Linked DNA regions of Sus scrofa: all the other regions are linked to region 2. A link is a contact called in public Hi-C and HiChIP or PLAC-seq data. All regions are on one chromosome and are shown on one strand. The core of a region is the stretch at or near the end of the contact, and the rest is flanking DNA. Distances in the headings are between cores, read along the strand shown. Region 1 holds the start of KXD1 (kxDL motif-containing protein 1). Region 2 holds the start of COPE (coatomer subunit epsilon). Region 3 holds the start of ISYNA1 (a long non-coding RNA gene).

Region 1 (4,792 bases), core at 1,900-4,399, 320 kb after region 2:
TCTGTACCAGGAAGTGGGGGAAGTGGAGAGGAGGGGCTGGGAACCCTGCAGGACCATAAATTGGTCAAGGCACCTGAGCCTAAGCTTTGTCATCCCAGGAATTCAGGAATGTTTTGAGAACTACAGGGATTCATATTTTTAACTTGTACCCCAGCACATCAGACTCTCATTTCTCCCACCTGCACAGCTCCCCCGTCCATGTGCCCTCCTCCCACATCCCCCTGCCTTTGCCACCACGGGGCCTTTGCACCTGCTGTCCCCACTGGTAGAACATACATGGCTGACCCTCAAATTATGGCCCCCTCCAATGCCTTCTCGCCCAGGAGGTTTCTGATAGCTACCCCTACTCTAGTCACTCTTATCACTTCACCTTGTTTTAACTGCTGCACTGGCACATCTCTTTCTGAAGTTATCAGTCGACCCATTTGCCTGTCACCCCTATAGCAACGTCAGCTGCAACAGAGCAGAGGCATGTTGTTTGTGCTCACTGCTCTGTCTCCAGAGCCTGGCCCAGAACCTGGTTCACACCAAGGATTGGGAAAATTAGTTTGGTGGAGGCAAACGGACCCTTTCAAACCCAGCTCTGAAGCTGGATTAGAAGTTAAAGGCAAGAACGGGAGTTCCCTTCATGGCTCAGTGGTTAACGAATCCGACTAGGAACCATGAGGTTGCGGGTTCGATCCCTGGCCTTGCTCAGTGGGTTAACAATCCGGCGTTGCCGTGAGCTGTGGTGTAGGTTGCAGACATGGCTCGGATTCTGAGTTGCTATGGCTCTGGTGTAGGCCAGTGGCTACAGCTCCGATTACACCCCTAGCCTGGGAACCTCCATATGCCACGGGAGTGGCCCTAAAAATGGCAAAAAGACAAAAAAATAATAATAACAATAAAATAAAATAAAATTTAAAAAAAAAAAAAAAAAAGAAGTTAAAGGCAAGAACTTGGGGCACTGGCAGCCAGGCTGTGGGTCCCAGCAACTCAGATGGCTTGGTAGCCTCCAGCTTCCTTGACACACAGATGCCATCCCAGGAGGTGAAGACTTCCTGGACCATGCCAGGGCAGGAGGGGGCCACAGCTTCAGGACTGACCTTCCTGAGGGGGTTCAGGAAAAACCCAGAATCCTGACACAGCTTGGCTCTAGGGACTGCACATTTAATGGCCCACAGAAAGGCCCACATGCAATTGATTATATTCACACACAGGATCAGGAAGGGCTTTCAGAGCCTGCTAACTCTACTCCCCTCTTTGTTACCTACTGTATGCTAAACAGGACACCAACTTCAAACACTGGCAATTGTTATCATCCTTATTTCTATATGACAAAACTGAGTCTCAGACACTGAAGAACTGAGCCACTGTCACATAGCCAGTGAACTTGAGTCACAACTTAAATGCCACGGTCCACAGGATCCACAAACTCTGGACAGATGTTCAGTATCCACCTGTGACAGAACAACTGCTTCTTACAGCAGCTGATTCCTGCCAGACTTCTGATTTTTTCCAGAAAAAAAGCTGAGTTCTTTAGTGGCACAGTAGGTTAAGGATCTGTGTTGTCATTGCAGCAGCTTGATCCCTGGCCTGGGAGCTTTCGGATGCTGCAGCATGGCCAAAACAAACAAACTGAAACATATATTTTTCCCCTTATGAAATCGCCTCATTTACAAATGTTAGCAACTAACACTTTTTTTTTTTTTTTTTTTCCCCAAAGCTATAGAGGCTGAGAGTACATATCTATTTGTGCTCTGAATCTAGCTAGGGTCTGCAGCCTTATGTGCCTTCTGGAGATGAACTGCCACACCTGATGAAACCCCCCTCCCCCGCCCCCAATAATCACCATGTTTATTTTGTTCTGACTGTGTGCCAGGTATGGACGCTCACAGCCTCCACATTTCCAAAGATCATATATAAAGAGGATACTTGGGCTCTCAAAGGACAGAGGCATGTGGCAGGAACCCCACAACTAGGCCTGGAGGGCAAAACATTTGGACCCCGGGAAATGGTTCTGCTTCAAAGTAAGGCTCTTTCCTGTCTCTGGCTCCCAGATGTGAGGGCTGAGAGATTCAATGCATACTCCCTCACCAGCTGCTTCTCACGGGAAGCCTTCCCTGACTAAGTATCGGTCTGACCCATATACAGGGTGAAAAATGATCCAGTATAGGCACTAGTCCCAGCTCCAAATATATTTATGGGGGAAACACGCAGAGAGGGAGGCTCCGTGACCTTAGGAAAGTCACCTCACCTCCTGGGTCCTTCTCATCCAGAAGCTAGGAATAACAAAGAATCAGAATCTCACAACACTATCTTTGGGTAATGAAACCAATAGTGATGAGACAGTGGACTGGTAGCAGGCAGTTTCTCCGAGGGGAGTGTTAAGAAAACCTAGGACTGGGCCAAGAATCACTATTCTAATGAGGGTCTCCCCAGTGCTTCCAAGAATACAAACGAACACTTGTAAAACACTTCATTTAATCCCTAATCACCCCTGAGAGGCAGATAGACTGACACTATCATTTCCGAAGGCAACCAAGGCTAGAGAGGTGGGCTCAGTTGCCCAAGGTCACACACCTAGGCAGAGAGACGCCGCGACTCCACCTAGATCATTTAACAGAATTTAACTGGGCTACCCCAGCTCTGCAAAACCCCCCAGTGCGGCGGGGCTCACAAAGCCCCTCAAGCCCCGCCCCTGTGAAGCCGGGAAACTGAGGCCTAAGCAGGGAAAAGCCCGGTTCTGGGTGATATAGCACAGCTTCAACATAGACGCCCCCAACTCTGGCGCCCCGGATCCGGATCCAGCCCACGGCGCCGTCCGCGCGTCCACTGCGCAGCCGGGGAAACTGAGGCCTGTGCGCAGGGTGTCCAGATGTTGCCAGCGGCGCGCCCCACCCCGCGACAGCCCGGGGACTGCTCCCGCCCGGCCCAGCTGCCCAGAAGCCCCTGCGTCCCCAGCCCCACCCTGAACTCGGCCCCGGCGTCGGTGGCAGCAGCACCTGCACATCTGGCGGCCTTGCTCGCGCTTCCGGGATGGCGCCAGTGCCGCCTCAACGTCATCACGTACCATGAGTGCTAGCGCGCGTGTCCGCAACGTGCCCGGGGCCGACTTGCGTGCGTGGAGGCGCGGCAGGAAGAGGTGGGACTTAGACGCAGTTACTGTTTGCGGGGAGGGGGTTCATAACAAATAGCCAATCAAGCAGTCCCTCGCGCGCCTGCGTAGTTTCCAAAACCCTGCTCCTTGGCAGCCCGGAAGGGCGGGGGGAGGGGTGGAGAGAGAGGCTGAAAACACGCCCAGTTTTGTAAGTGGTAAGACAGAGATCCGAGAGTGGCGGGCATTCCCACAAGGGCATATAGTGCTCTAGTGGCCTGTGGTCGACCCAGACCCACGTGTTATGTTTTCCAGGCTGGGAATCAGACTCATTCCGCTTCAAAAATCCCTGCTCTGCTTTTGGTGACCTTTTTCTGGCCAGGCTAGGGGTCAAATCAGAGCTGCCGCTACCAGCCTATGCCACAGCCACAGCCAAGCAGGATCCGAGCCACATCTGCAACCTACACCACAGCTCATGGCTACACCGGATCCTTAACCCACTGAGCCATGCCGGGGATCAAACCTGCAACCTTGTGGTTCGTAGTCGGATTCTTTAACCACTGAGCCGCAACGGGAACTCCGGATTAATTATCCTTAGTTATTGAGGCCTTGTGATATGTGTTACATATTATATATCTTATTTTTCTGGTCCTCAGTTTAACTGTGAGTCCAGGTGAACACAGGATCTGCCTCTTAAGGTTACCAAGAGCTTGGGAGAAATACACATGCTCCTGGGCACACGGAAGTCTCTTTGAGAGCCCTGGAATTGGACATATCTGAGTTCAAATTCCAGTTCTATCAAATCCTGGTTGGGGGGGCCTGGTGCAAGTGGCTTAACTTTATGAGATCATGCAGGTAAATCTCTTGCAACAAAAGACTTGGTCCAATGCAAGCCCTCAATAAACTAGGGGTAAACTGTATTATCACTGCCATGCTCTCCTTCCTTCATTCATTGAATAGTTAATGATGACTAGGATTCTTATTTATAAGGCCAGGATTCCAGGATTTCTATATATTCTTATAGTTGAATCAATAGTTTTTGTTTTGTGGGTTTTTTTTCAGCTGCCCTGCAGCATACAGAGTTCCCAAGACAGGGATCAAATCCAATCTGCAGTTGCAACCCAAGCCATAGCTTTGGCAACACTGGATCCTTATCAAACCTGCATCCCAGAGCTCCCAAAACGCTGCTGATGCTGTGGTGCCACAGTGGGAACTTGAAACCAATAGTTTGTTTTGTTTTTTGTTTTTTTGGGTTGTTTTTTGTTTGTTTGTTTTTGCTTTTTAGGGCTGCACTTGCAGCATATGGAAGTTCCCAGGCTAGGGGTCCAATCAGAGCTACAGCTGCCAGCCTACACCACAGCCACAGCAACGTCAGATCCAAGCCGCATCTACAACTCATACCACAGCTCACGGCAATGCCGGATCCTTAACCCACTGAGCAAGGCCAGGGATCGAACCCTCAACCTCATGGTTCCTAGACGGATTGGTTTCCACTGCGCCGCGATGGGAACTCCGAAACCAACAGTTTTACAAATTGTTCACTAAACCCTCTAGCCACCCCTTCTGGCTTTGGCCCATATTCTGAGGATGCAGAAAATACTCAGTCCCTGCCTAGCCTTGGAGGATGAAGGAGAGTCTGACACAGACACTCCCAGCCCTGAAGGGAATAGTGTTGGCTTAGAAAGAGGAGAGATTCAAGCCTGGAGGAACCTGAAG
Region 2 (4,914 bases), core at 1,549-4,048:
CAAACCCATGTCCCTATGGATATTAGGCTCATTACTGATGAGCCACAGTAGGAACTCTCTCCTTTCCTGGTCTTGGACGTGGGTCCTGGAGCACTCTCCCTCTGTGTCTTAGAGGCCATCTCAGTTCCAATGTCACCCCCTCAGAGAAGCCATGCTCCCGATTATCTTCGCTAGTACAGGCCCCCTCTTGTTGGTCTCTGAACTGTCTTTTTTTTTTTTTTGCCTTTTTTTTAAGGGCCACTCCTGCTGCATACAGAGATTCCCAGGCTAAGCGTCTAATCAGAATTACAGCTGCCGGCCTACGCCTTAGCCACAGCAATGCAAGATCCGCACCACATCTGCGACCTACACCACAGCTCATGGCAATGCCGGATCGTTAACCCACTGAGCGAGGCCAGGGATTGAACCCACAACCTCATGGTTCCTAATCGGATTTGTTTCCACTCCCCTGAGCTGTCCTTGTCACCATCCCTAACGTGGTACTGGATGGCTTGCAGACACGCATTTCACAAATGAATGATGAATCAGTACCCCAGGCCAACTCACCAGGAAGCGGATCTTCTTTATGCTGAAGGTGTTGGAGCTGCGGAGGTGGTCAGCAAGGCGCCCTGGTGTGGCAATGACCACGTGTGGTTTTCTGGACAGCTCCAGGGCCTGTGCCACCATGTCTGTGGGTGGAGGGCAAGAGGTGGGGCTGGGAGGATAGTCTGAAGCCTCAGGGTTTCCATGCCCAGAGCCTCCCTGGGCCTCTCATACCCATGCCACCAACGATGATGCAGTCTTTCAAGCCCAGAGGCTTCCCCAGGACCCGGAACTGCTCTGCAATCTGGTAGGCCAGCTCCCTGTGGGTGTGAAGGGGCCAGGATGGGTCAGATAGGGGTTTTGTGCCTGCCTCTCATTCCTATTCCACCTCCTGACTGGCCCTCTCCTGTTCACACACCTTCCACAGCCCCCAGTCCCCTTAGCACAAAGGTTCTGATACTGAGTGTTGGAGGCTCATTGTGCCCCTGCCCTCTAACCAGGTCCCAGAACAGCTCATGGCTCGTCACCTGCCAGTCCCACTCAAACTGGCCCTGTCTCTTCCCATGTCCTCAGCAATGACACCACAGTCTTCAAAGCCTGAGACCCAAGTGTCAGTACCCCCTCCTCAAGGGCTGGTCAGTGTCCAGGTCCCCTCCTCTCTGCCCCCAGCTCCAGCTCCGCCCAGGCCTCTTTTCTGCCCATGTCCCTACTTCCTGATCTTCCTGCTTGCCCTAAATCAAGCCTCATGCTCAGCACTTTCCACATATCATCTTGTTTAATTCTTCAGTACCCCTAAGACATGGGCTTAATCTCTGTCCCCATTTTGCACAAATGCAAAGTGCGCTTGCCCAAGAGAACACAGCTGGTTAGCTCCCCCAAGAGGCCTATTGGGGGCCAGAAGCTCACCTTGTGGGTGTCAGGACGAGGCAGAAGATACCATAGGGATCTTCAGACAGCTTCTGCAAGATGGGCAGGACAAACGCTGCTGTCTTGCCGCTGCCTGTCTTGGCACAGCCGAGGCAGTCCCGACCTGGACAGAGGGCAAAGCAGCATCAGAGGTATAACAGATGTTCCACTGGGCCCAGTGTATAACAGCTAAGGTCTAATAAGCAGTTACTGTATGCTCAATACTGGCGTGTGCTCTTTCTGTTTCAGGATTCTGATAACTTACTGTTTTAGCAACTGACAAATTTTAGGAGGAAGAGGCCATTACCATTCCCACTTAACAGAAGGGAGAACAGATCTCAAAGCTTTGCCCAGGACACACTGCCAGTGAGTACAAGCTGGACTAGAACCCACATGCATCTGACCTGAGATGTCTGCTACTAATCACTACCTCATTTTGACTCCTTCCCAGGGATAGAAGCTTGGGAAACCCAGAATGTTCTCCAAAATCTGCATCCTATGCTCCCAAATGATGCCTTCAGCTTTATTTAATCTCTCAATTTGTCCATCTGAGGCTTCCTAAAAAGCCAGAGGAGTGAGGAGAAAAGCAGTCTACAGACTAGAGTCCTAAATTTACCTAGGTTTACCAGTTGTCGGTACCGGTAATACCGACAACCTCAGTTTCCATCTATGAAATGGAGATAGTAATACAAACTACCGAATTTTCCCAGTGTTATCTACCAGTCACTCATCAAATCATCCCAGCGCTCTGAGGCTATCTATGAGAGCTTCAGAAATTACACCACTTGTGTGCGGAAACACGGCGAGTCAATCGTACAGCCTAAACGCCAACACTGAGTAGTCGACTCCGAGAAACCAGGCTCGCCCGTGAGGCCCCAAAGCTGCCCCTCGACCCACGGTACCGGTGTGGGCAAAAGGGGCGAGAAGGCAAAGTAAGGCGACAGGAGCGGGGAAACCTCCTGTAGAAGAGGCCTAGGTACACTCACCCTCCAGGATGGCGGGGATGCAGCCGAGCTGCACGGGCGTGGGCTGCTTCAAACCCAGCTGCCGACATTGTTCCACCAGCCACGATGACAGCCCGAGCTCAGCAAAGCCAGCCATCCTCTCAGTCAGCCCGGCACCCCTGTGAGCCGTGCTTCCGGCGCTTGTCGATGACGTCAGGGAAGCCTTCGCGTTTATTGGATCTACCTTTTGCGCGGCTCCACCCTCTGCAGTTTACTGCCATTCCTAGGCTCATTATATCCTTACCATGTTTTCCCCGAGCCCGCAGACTCGAATACAACTACAATTCCCGAGATGCCCTGTGAACGCACGTGCGTCTCCCGCCCCTTTAACTCCTCTTTAAGCTCATTTCCAGGGAGCCGAGTAAACTACATTTCCCGGAGGCTCTGCGGTGGCTCTGTGCTTCCGGCCGACGTGTCCTCAGGAAGAGGAAGGGGTAAGAACACAGCGACATGGCGCCACCGGCACCCGGCCCGGCCTCCGGCGGCTCCGGGGAAGTAGATGAGTTGTTCGACGTAAAGAATGCCTTCTACATTGGCAGCTACCAACAGTGCATCAACGAGGCTCAGCGGGTGAAGGTGGGCTAGGGGATGCTAGGGGCGGAGGCGGGGGCGGAATACGCTTCCTGTTGGCCACGGGTCGTGCTCTGATTTTAAAACCCTTTCTTTCCTCGTCCCGTTTTTCCTCTCACACCTCTTTAGAGCGCGATAAGGAATTATCCCTGTCCCATGACAAAACCCAAAGCAGCAGCAGTTTATGATACTTCTCACTTTGAGCGCTCTTAGCCTGGGAGGCGTTTGAGTAAAAGAGGGGTTTCTTACCGCTATGGTAATAACAATGGCGAGGTTATTACGCTATAGTAATGATAATAGTAACAGTAATTCTTGTTGGTTCAGCGCCCACACTGTGCCGCCATACCCTCAATACCTGTGAAGTAGGGACGTTGTTTATCCTCATTGTCCAGGTGAGAACTCCGAGGCTTTTCGCAATGTCACCCTGTCCCATTAACCAGATTATTTCTCTCCAAACATGCCCATTCGTTCACTCCTCATGGAGTATCTGTATAAGCCAGGCAGAGTGCTCGTGCTGGGCTCAAAGCAGTACAAAATAGACAAAACTCCCAGCTCTCTTGGAAACCTCAGCTCCCAAGGGAGACAGAGAATTAACAAGTTAATAAACAAGATGTCAGGAGATGGTGTGATGGGGAGTGGTGAGGGGGCTTGGCTGTTTGAGGGCTGAAAAATAGAGTCCAGGGCCCAGGCAGTGAGCGGGTGACAGGAGAGGGAGCAGAAAGGACCTTAGGCAGTACTTTTGGGGAAGGGTCACGGATATTACAGTTACTTTGAGAGTGAGCCATTGGAGAATTTTTTTTTTTTTTTTTAAGGGCTGCACCTGCGACATATGGAGGTTCCCAAGCTAGGGGTCTAATCAGAGCTGTAGCCGCCAGCTTACACCACAGCCACAGCAACTCGGGATCTAAGCCTCGTCTTCGACCTACACCGAAGCTCACAGCAACGCTGGATCCCTAACCCACTGAACAAAGCCAGAGATCGAACCCGCAACCTCATGGTTCCTAGTTGGAATCGTTAACCACTGAGCCACGATGGGAACTCCAGGGTTTAGTGTTCTGAAGAGAGAAAGCTTAATTACAACTTGAGCCCTATGGGGGTGAGAGGAGATGAGAGTACTGAGTCAGAAATGGGGGTGGGGGGAGTTCCCACTGTGGCACAGTGGGTTAAGAATCCAGCTGCAGGGGCTTGGGTCACTGCCATGGCTCAGATTCAGTCCCTGGCCCAGGAACTTCCATATGCCGTGGCGCAGCTATAAAATAAAATTGAAAAAAAATTAGAGATGGGGGTGGGAACTGCTTTGCATGAGAGTGGTCAGATCAGGCCAGATCTCTCTGTCATTTGAACCTGAGACTGAACCTTGGGGAAGGATCTAACCCCATAAGTTGCTGCAGAGGTGGCCGAGGCAGGAGTGAGTTCCAGGTGATCAAGGCCTAGGAGGCTGGTATAGCAGAAGTGGGGCAAGTACAGCGGGAGAGACAAAGAATGAGGTGGACAGAGCCTTAGGGGGCGGCAGCAGCAGGGGTTTGGGTTTTATTCCAAACATGTTTGGAGGCCATTGTGGGAGGCCATCGAAGCACCAAGCAGGGGAGTGGCAGATGTCTTCAGAGAGGCACGCAGAGCCTTCGGAGGAAATTGGATTCTGAAGTAGAGAAAGCTTGTTTTCCCTTCTGGCCATTTGCAGGGAACCTCATGTCCCTGAGCATTATCTATGTAATGGGGGTAGAACTCCAAACAGATTTCAGGAAGGTTAGGATTTGCTGAAATAACGTGTGTACAATCATGTTCGCTTTCCATTGCCGCTGTGACAAATTAGCACAAACAATGGCTTAAAAGAGCACACATTTATTATCTCACAGCTTCTGTAGGTCAGAAGTTCAGCAAGGTTCTCGCCAGGCTAACATCAAAGTATTGG
Region 3 (4,687 bases), core at 1,170-3,669, 430 kb after region 2:
TTAGCCTCTCTGGTGGCTCTGCTGGCCAACGGCCTTGGCCTGAGTTCTGAGGCGGCCCAGGAATCTGAGGGGTGCGGGAGGGGCGGTCAGGCAGTTCTCTGTGGGGCAGAATGTACCCTGCTCCCCGGGCGGCCTGGCCACGCCGTTCTAAAGGGATTAACATCTCTGTCCCCACACTCCGGGGCCCAGGGCTGACACCTGCCTCCTTCAGCCTTGTCACGCCTCAGACTCACCCCTGTTCACCCTCCTCCCCCAGCCTTCCGCCAGGCTCCCCCACAGCCCCCACTGCCCAGCGACACTGTGGCTACAGGCGGTTCCCTGATCATCCTTCCTGTGCCAAGGACACCCAAGTCCAGTCCCGTAGGGCCCCAGAAGGGTTTTCTCACTCTCATGACCTGTGCCACCGTGGCCAAAGGTTTGGGGGTTGCCCACCAGCCCCTGCCAATTGCTGGACAATGTCTTCCTCCTGCCAGCACCTAGATGCTGCAACTTCCGTGCACGGGGCGCTGGCACTCAGCAGTGATGGAAACAGCTCTGCCCCTGCCCTCAGGAGCCTGCGGTCTGGTGGGAATGGGGTCCTCAGTCGTTCACTGCTCACCCCCAGGCAGCACACTCAGTCCCTGTCACACACCCAGACTGTCCCTGCAGTTCTCCTTACAGCTCCAACCAACTGCTTGGAATAGAAGCAGTCAGAAGCCACATCCCCTGCAGCTGCCCCTCCAGGAGCCTGCCTGGGGCCACTCTGCCCCACTACCCTCCTGCCAGCACCTCCCCCAGGCTGCCCTGTGAATGCTGGGGTTCTTCAGGGCTGGGTCTTTGGGGACCTTTCTGTACACATTCCTGTGATGTCACACATGGCCTGGAGGCACAAGCTCCCTCCAATTCTCCAGCACCAACTGGACATCCAACAGTTCCATTCCCATGTCAGGCATCTGGCCCCACAGGTTGAGGGACTCAGCCCTCACTTCAGATGCCAGCCTCAAGTCCCTGGCCACTCATATGTCTGACCAAACAACCCTCTGTAAATCCATCCCTTTCAGCCCCCTCAGAGGTTTAGTGATTTGCTAGAATGGCCCGAGGTGCTCAGGGAAGCACTTGAAGTAAATGCAGAGGGCAGGGTGTGGGGAATGGCGCGGGGCTGCCACAACTTCTCCCAGAACCTCCATGGGTTCACCAGAACCTCACTGTTAAGGGTTGTTACAGAGGTAATGGAACCTAATGGATTGTAGGTATGATTGAATAAATCACCGGCCATTGGCAACTGAACTCAATCTCCAGCCAGGAACAGGGGGACAAAACCCAAATATTTATTATACTGTCTTTCCTGTCCCCAGCCCTGAAGGTCTACCCTGGTCCCCAGACTGCCTCCTTCCCCCTTGCGCTCAGTCCCTTTTCATCTGCCCCTGAAACCACGCCCCCAGGTTTTTGCCTGGGCAGTCCTTCACATTTTTGATGTCTTCAGATCTCAAGATCCCTCACCGCGCCACATCCTCCAGGCAGTCTGCCCTGCCCAGCGCTGCCTGTTAGGTCCCTCTGGCTGGGAGTGACCCAGTCCACTTCTGACTCCCCCTCACTGGAGCCCCTGGAGGGCAAAACCTGGACCGGTTTTAGAACCCCCACCTTCCAAGGCCAGGCCCTGACCAAGTTTCCTGCAAATGTTCCCAACTATCCACCTTTTGGGTCAGCTCCAGTGGTGGAAACTTTCCAGCCGGAGGAGGCCGCTTGTTTTGGAAAGTTCCTGGGGGAGCCGCCCCCGCCCGCCTGCCGGGTTCCCACGCTCCTTTATCGCTGTGCTCTTAGGGGGGCTTAGTGCTGTGCTGGCCTAGCTCCTCCCCAGCGGGCCGCCTCTGCTCTGCCCATCCCATCCCCTCCCCTCCTCTCCCCTCCCCTCCTCTCGCCAACAGTCTCTCCCCCGCCCCCACTCCAGCCTGGCCCAATCAAGCCCTCCTGCTACAGGTGGGGAAACTGAGGACTCGCAGCCACCACCCCATCCACGTGAACCCTGTGGCGGGGGTGGGGGTGGGGGGTTGATATCTGGAGGGTGCTGCTGTTCTGGAAGGGGTAGGGGGAGGAGGCAGCCTGGGCTGGAGGAGCGTCTGGCTTCGAAGTCTTAATCCCGGTTTAGTGTCTCGTGCCTCGGTTTCTCCAGATAACCCCGCAGAGGCCCAGCCTCCTTGCCTGGCTCCACCTCCTGCCTTGTGGCTGGGGCCTGCGCTCACTTACATCCATATGATTCTCTTTTGTAATATGAGGGGAAGCTGCCGCCGGCTCAACCCGCGATGCGAAGTGAATCACGCGCGCCGAGCTCGGGCCGGGGGTCTGCGGCCCATATGATTGTCCGGCCGCGCAGGACAGTTTAGGGGACCAGATTAACACGGGGGCTCGGGGCAGAAGGGCCTCGAACCCGAATCCAAGGCCTGTGTGCACCGTCCAGGCCGCGAGCGCCCCTCCTCCGCGGCGTGGGCGGAGCGAGGGGGCGGAGCGGGGTGGAGCCACCGCTCTTTTCTCTCGAGTTCGCGCGCCCCGAGCCCTAGCCGTCCGCTGCAGTTCCAGCCGACTCTGCGCCGGTAAGTGCGGCCCCGGGAGGGGTGCAGACTCCCCAGGGACCGAAGTCGGCTTGGCCCAGCCAACTCTCGGGTCCCCGCTGACTTCCTGCCCACCCCGCGCCCCCAGCTCACCACGATGGAGGCCGCAACCGAGTTCGTGGTGGAGAGCCCCGACGTGGTCTACAGCCCCGAGGCTATCGAGGCGAAGTACGAGTACAGGACGACGTGCGTCAGCCGCGAGGCTGGCGTCCTCAAAGTAGGCGAGGGACCGGGCTGGCCGTGAGGCTAGGGGGAACCAGGGAGCCGAGACCAAGCGGGAATTGCCCAACGTCTGCGATCTCCGCCCTGCGATGAGGGGGGAGGGGCCTGTGGTCCCCGACTCACCGCACCGCCTGTCCCCAGGTGCATCCCACGTCCACGCGCTTCACTTTCCGGACCGCCCGGCAGGTGCCCCGGCTGGGGGTCATGCTCGTCGGCTGGGGCGGGAACAACGGCTCCACGCTGACCGCTGCCGTGCTGGCCAACCGACTGCGCCTGTCCTGGCCTACGCGCACCGGCCGCAAGGTGGGGGAGTCGGGCGGCGCCTGGTAGAACCCAGGGCTCCGCTGGAATCCACGCAGAGGGGGAGGGGCTCTACGGAGGAGTGGGTCTTAAGGGGGCGGGGTTCCTCGCTGCGGGCGGACCCCGGGGCGGGGCTTCCACGGGGCGGGGCGGGCACTCCTCAGGGGGTCTTGTGGGGGCGGAGCCCAAGGTAGGGAGGACTTCGGGTTGGGACCTCCGGAGGGGAAGCAGCTCTTGCCTTGACTTGGAGCAGAGCTGAGGCGCCCGAAAGTAGGGCGGAGCTTGAGTGTGCCGACTCTTGGGCCTCCCCACGCCACGCCCACCCATCTCTCTGCCCTGTCTGCCGCTCCCCAGGAGGCCAACTACTACGGCTCGCTGACACAGGCTGGCACCGTTAGCCTAGGCCTGGACGCCGAGGGCCAGGAGGTGTTCGTGCCCTTCAGCGCGCTGCTGCCCATGGTGGCACCCGACGATCTCGTTTTCGACGGTGGGCGGGGCCCTGGGCCAGGGGTGGGGTGGGAGGCCGGGCCTGTGGGGGTCCAGGATCCCCGCCGAGCTTGAGGGTCCCCGCCCCCCCAGGCTGGGACATATCGTCGCTGAACCTGGCGGAGGCGATGAGGCGCGCGCAGGTACTAGATTGGGAGCTGCAGGAGCAACTGTGGCCGCACATGGAGGCCTTGCGCCCGCGGCCGTCGGTCTACATCCCGGAGTTCATCGCAGCTAACCAGAGTGCGCGCGCTGACAACCTCATCCCGGGCACGCGCGCGCAGCAGGTGCAGCCCCTCCCGGCGCCCCATATCCTCTGCCACTTGTTCTCCCTTGTCATTTGTCCTTTCCCCCACCCCCGCCACCTGTTCTCTTTTGTCCCCATGCTTCCATCCCGAGGGTCCAGGCCCCACTTTGCACTTGGGTAATTGAGTCGCCCAGGCCTCCACAGGTCGGGAGAACCTGTACAACCCTCCCCCTTCGCCCGCTCCCGCCCCCTGCCAGCTGGAGCAGATCCGCAGGGACATCCGTGACTTCCGGTCCAACGCTGGCCTGGACAAAGTCATTGTGCTGTGGACAGCGAACACAGAGCGCTTCTGCGAAGTGGTGCCTGGCCTCAATGACACTGCTGACAACCTGCTGCGCACCATCCAGGTAGGCACGCCCAGGGGTGGAATGGGGTCAGGGCTAGCTCCCAAGGACCCTTCTGTGCTGACTGCCTGTCTGTGCCCACAGCTGGGCCTGGAAGTGTCGCCCTCCACGCTCTTCGCCGTCGCCAGCATCTTGGAGGGGTGCGCCTTCCTCAACGGGTCCCCACAGAACACACTAGTGCCTGGTGCCCTCGAGCTCGCGTGGCAGCGCCGCGTCTTTGTGGGTGGAGACGACTTCAAGTCCGGCCAGACCAAGGTCAAGTCTGTGCTTGTGGACTTCCTTATCGGTTCTGGCTTAAAGGTGTGTGAGCCTGGCAGGGTGTTCCGCTCAGGATAGGGGTGCCTGGATCCCAGGCTGGGCTTGTGCCCTGCAAGGCCTGCAGCTACCGCGGGGTCTCCTTGTCCTCCCAGACCATGTCCATCGTGAGCTACAACCACCTGGGC

Evidence for each region. Hi-C and Micro-C count contacts between places; a contact is called where the count stands out from the background. HiChIP or PLAC-seq counts read pairs in DNA pulled down with a chosen protein or histone mark.
Region 1: a Hi-C map of liver shows a contact between it and region 2, with 5 times the contacts expected there. The contact joins the promoter of KXD1 here to the promoter of COPE in region 2. A contact is called at or near these places in 3 of 5 promoter capture datasets (fetal skeletal muscle, liver and skeletal muscle), 7 of 47 Hi-C or Micro-C datasets (heart right ventricle, liver, psoas muscle and 1 more) and 1 of 2 datasets of contacts at active chromatin or transcription factors (alveolar macrophages).
Region 3: a contact with region 2 is called in an H3K27ac HiChIP or PLAC-seq map of alveolar macrophages. The contact joins the promoter of ISYNA1 here to the promoter of COPE in region 2. A contact is called at or near these places in 1 of 5 promoter capture datasets (fetal skeletal muscle) and 1 of 2 datasets of contacts at active chromatin or transcription factors (alveolar macrophages).

Annotation. Positions count from the first base shown.
Region 1 is chr2:59,247,744-59,252,535 of Sscrofa11.1, forward strand. KXD1 (kxDL motif-containing protein 1) reads right to left here and starts at 3,150. Exons shown (of 5, transcript XM_013991423.2): 1 at 3,053-3,150. The coding sequence starts at 3,055.
Region 2 is chr2:58,928,131-58,933,044 of Sscrofa11.1, forward strand. COPE (coatomer subunit epsilon) reads left to right here and starts at 2,799. Exons shown (of 10, transcript XM_003123536.4): 1 at 2,799-3,008. The coding sequence starts at 2,883. It overlaps DDX49 (probable ATP-dependent RNA helicase DDX49), which reads right to left and starts at 2,580. Exons shown (of 13, transcript XM_003123539.4): 1 at 2,415-2,580; 2 at 1,429-1,552; 3 at 757-842; 4 at 547-668. The coding sequence starts at 2,529.
Region 3 is chr2:59,361,253-59,365,939 of Sscrofa11.1, forward strand. ISYNA1 (a long non-coding RNA gene) reads left to right here and starts at 2,420. Exons shown (of 11, transcript XR_002341592.1): 1 at 2,420-2,567; 2 at 2,674-2,802; 3 at 2,949-3,110; 4 at 3,462-3,594; 5 at 3,687-3,880; 6 at 4,098-4,247; 7 at 4,329-4,544; 8 at 4,655-4,687.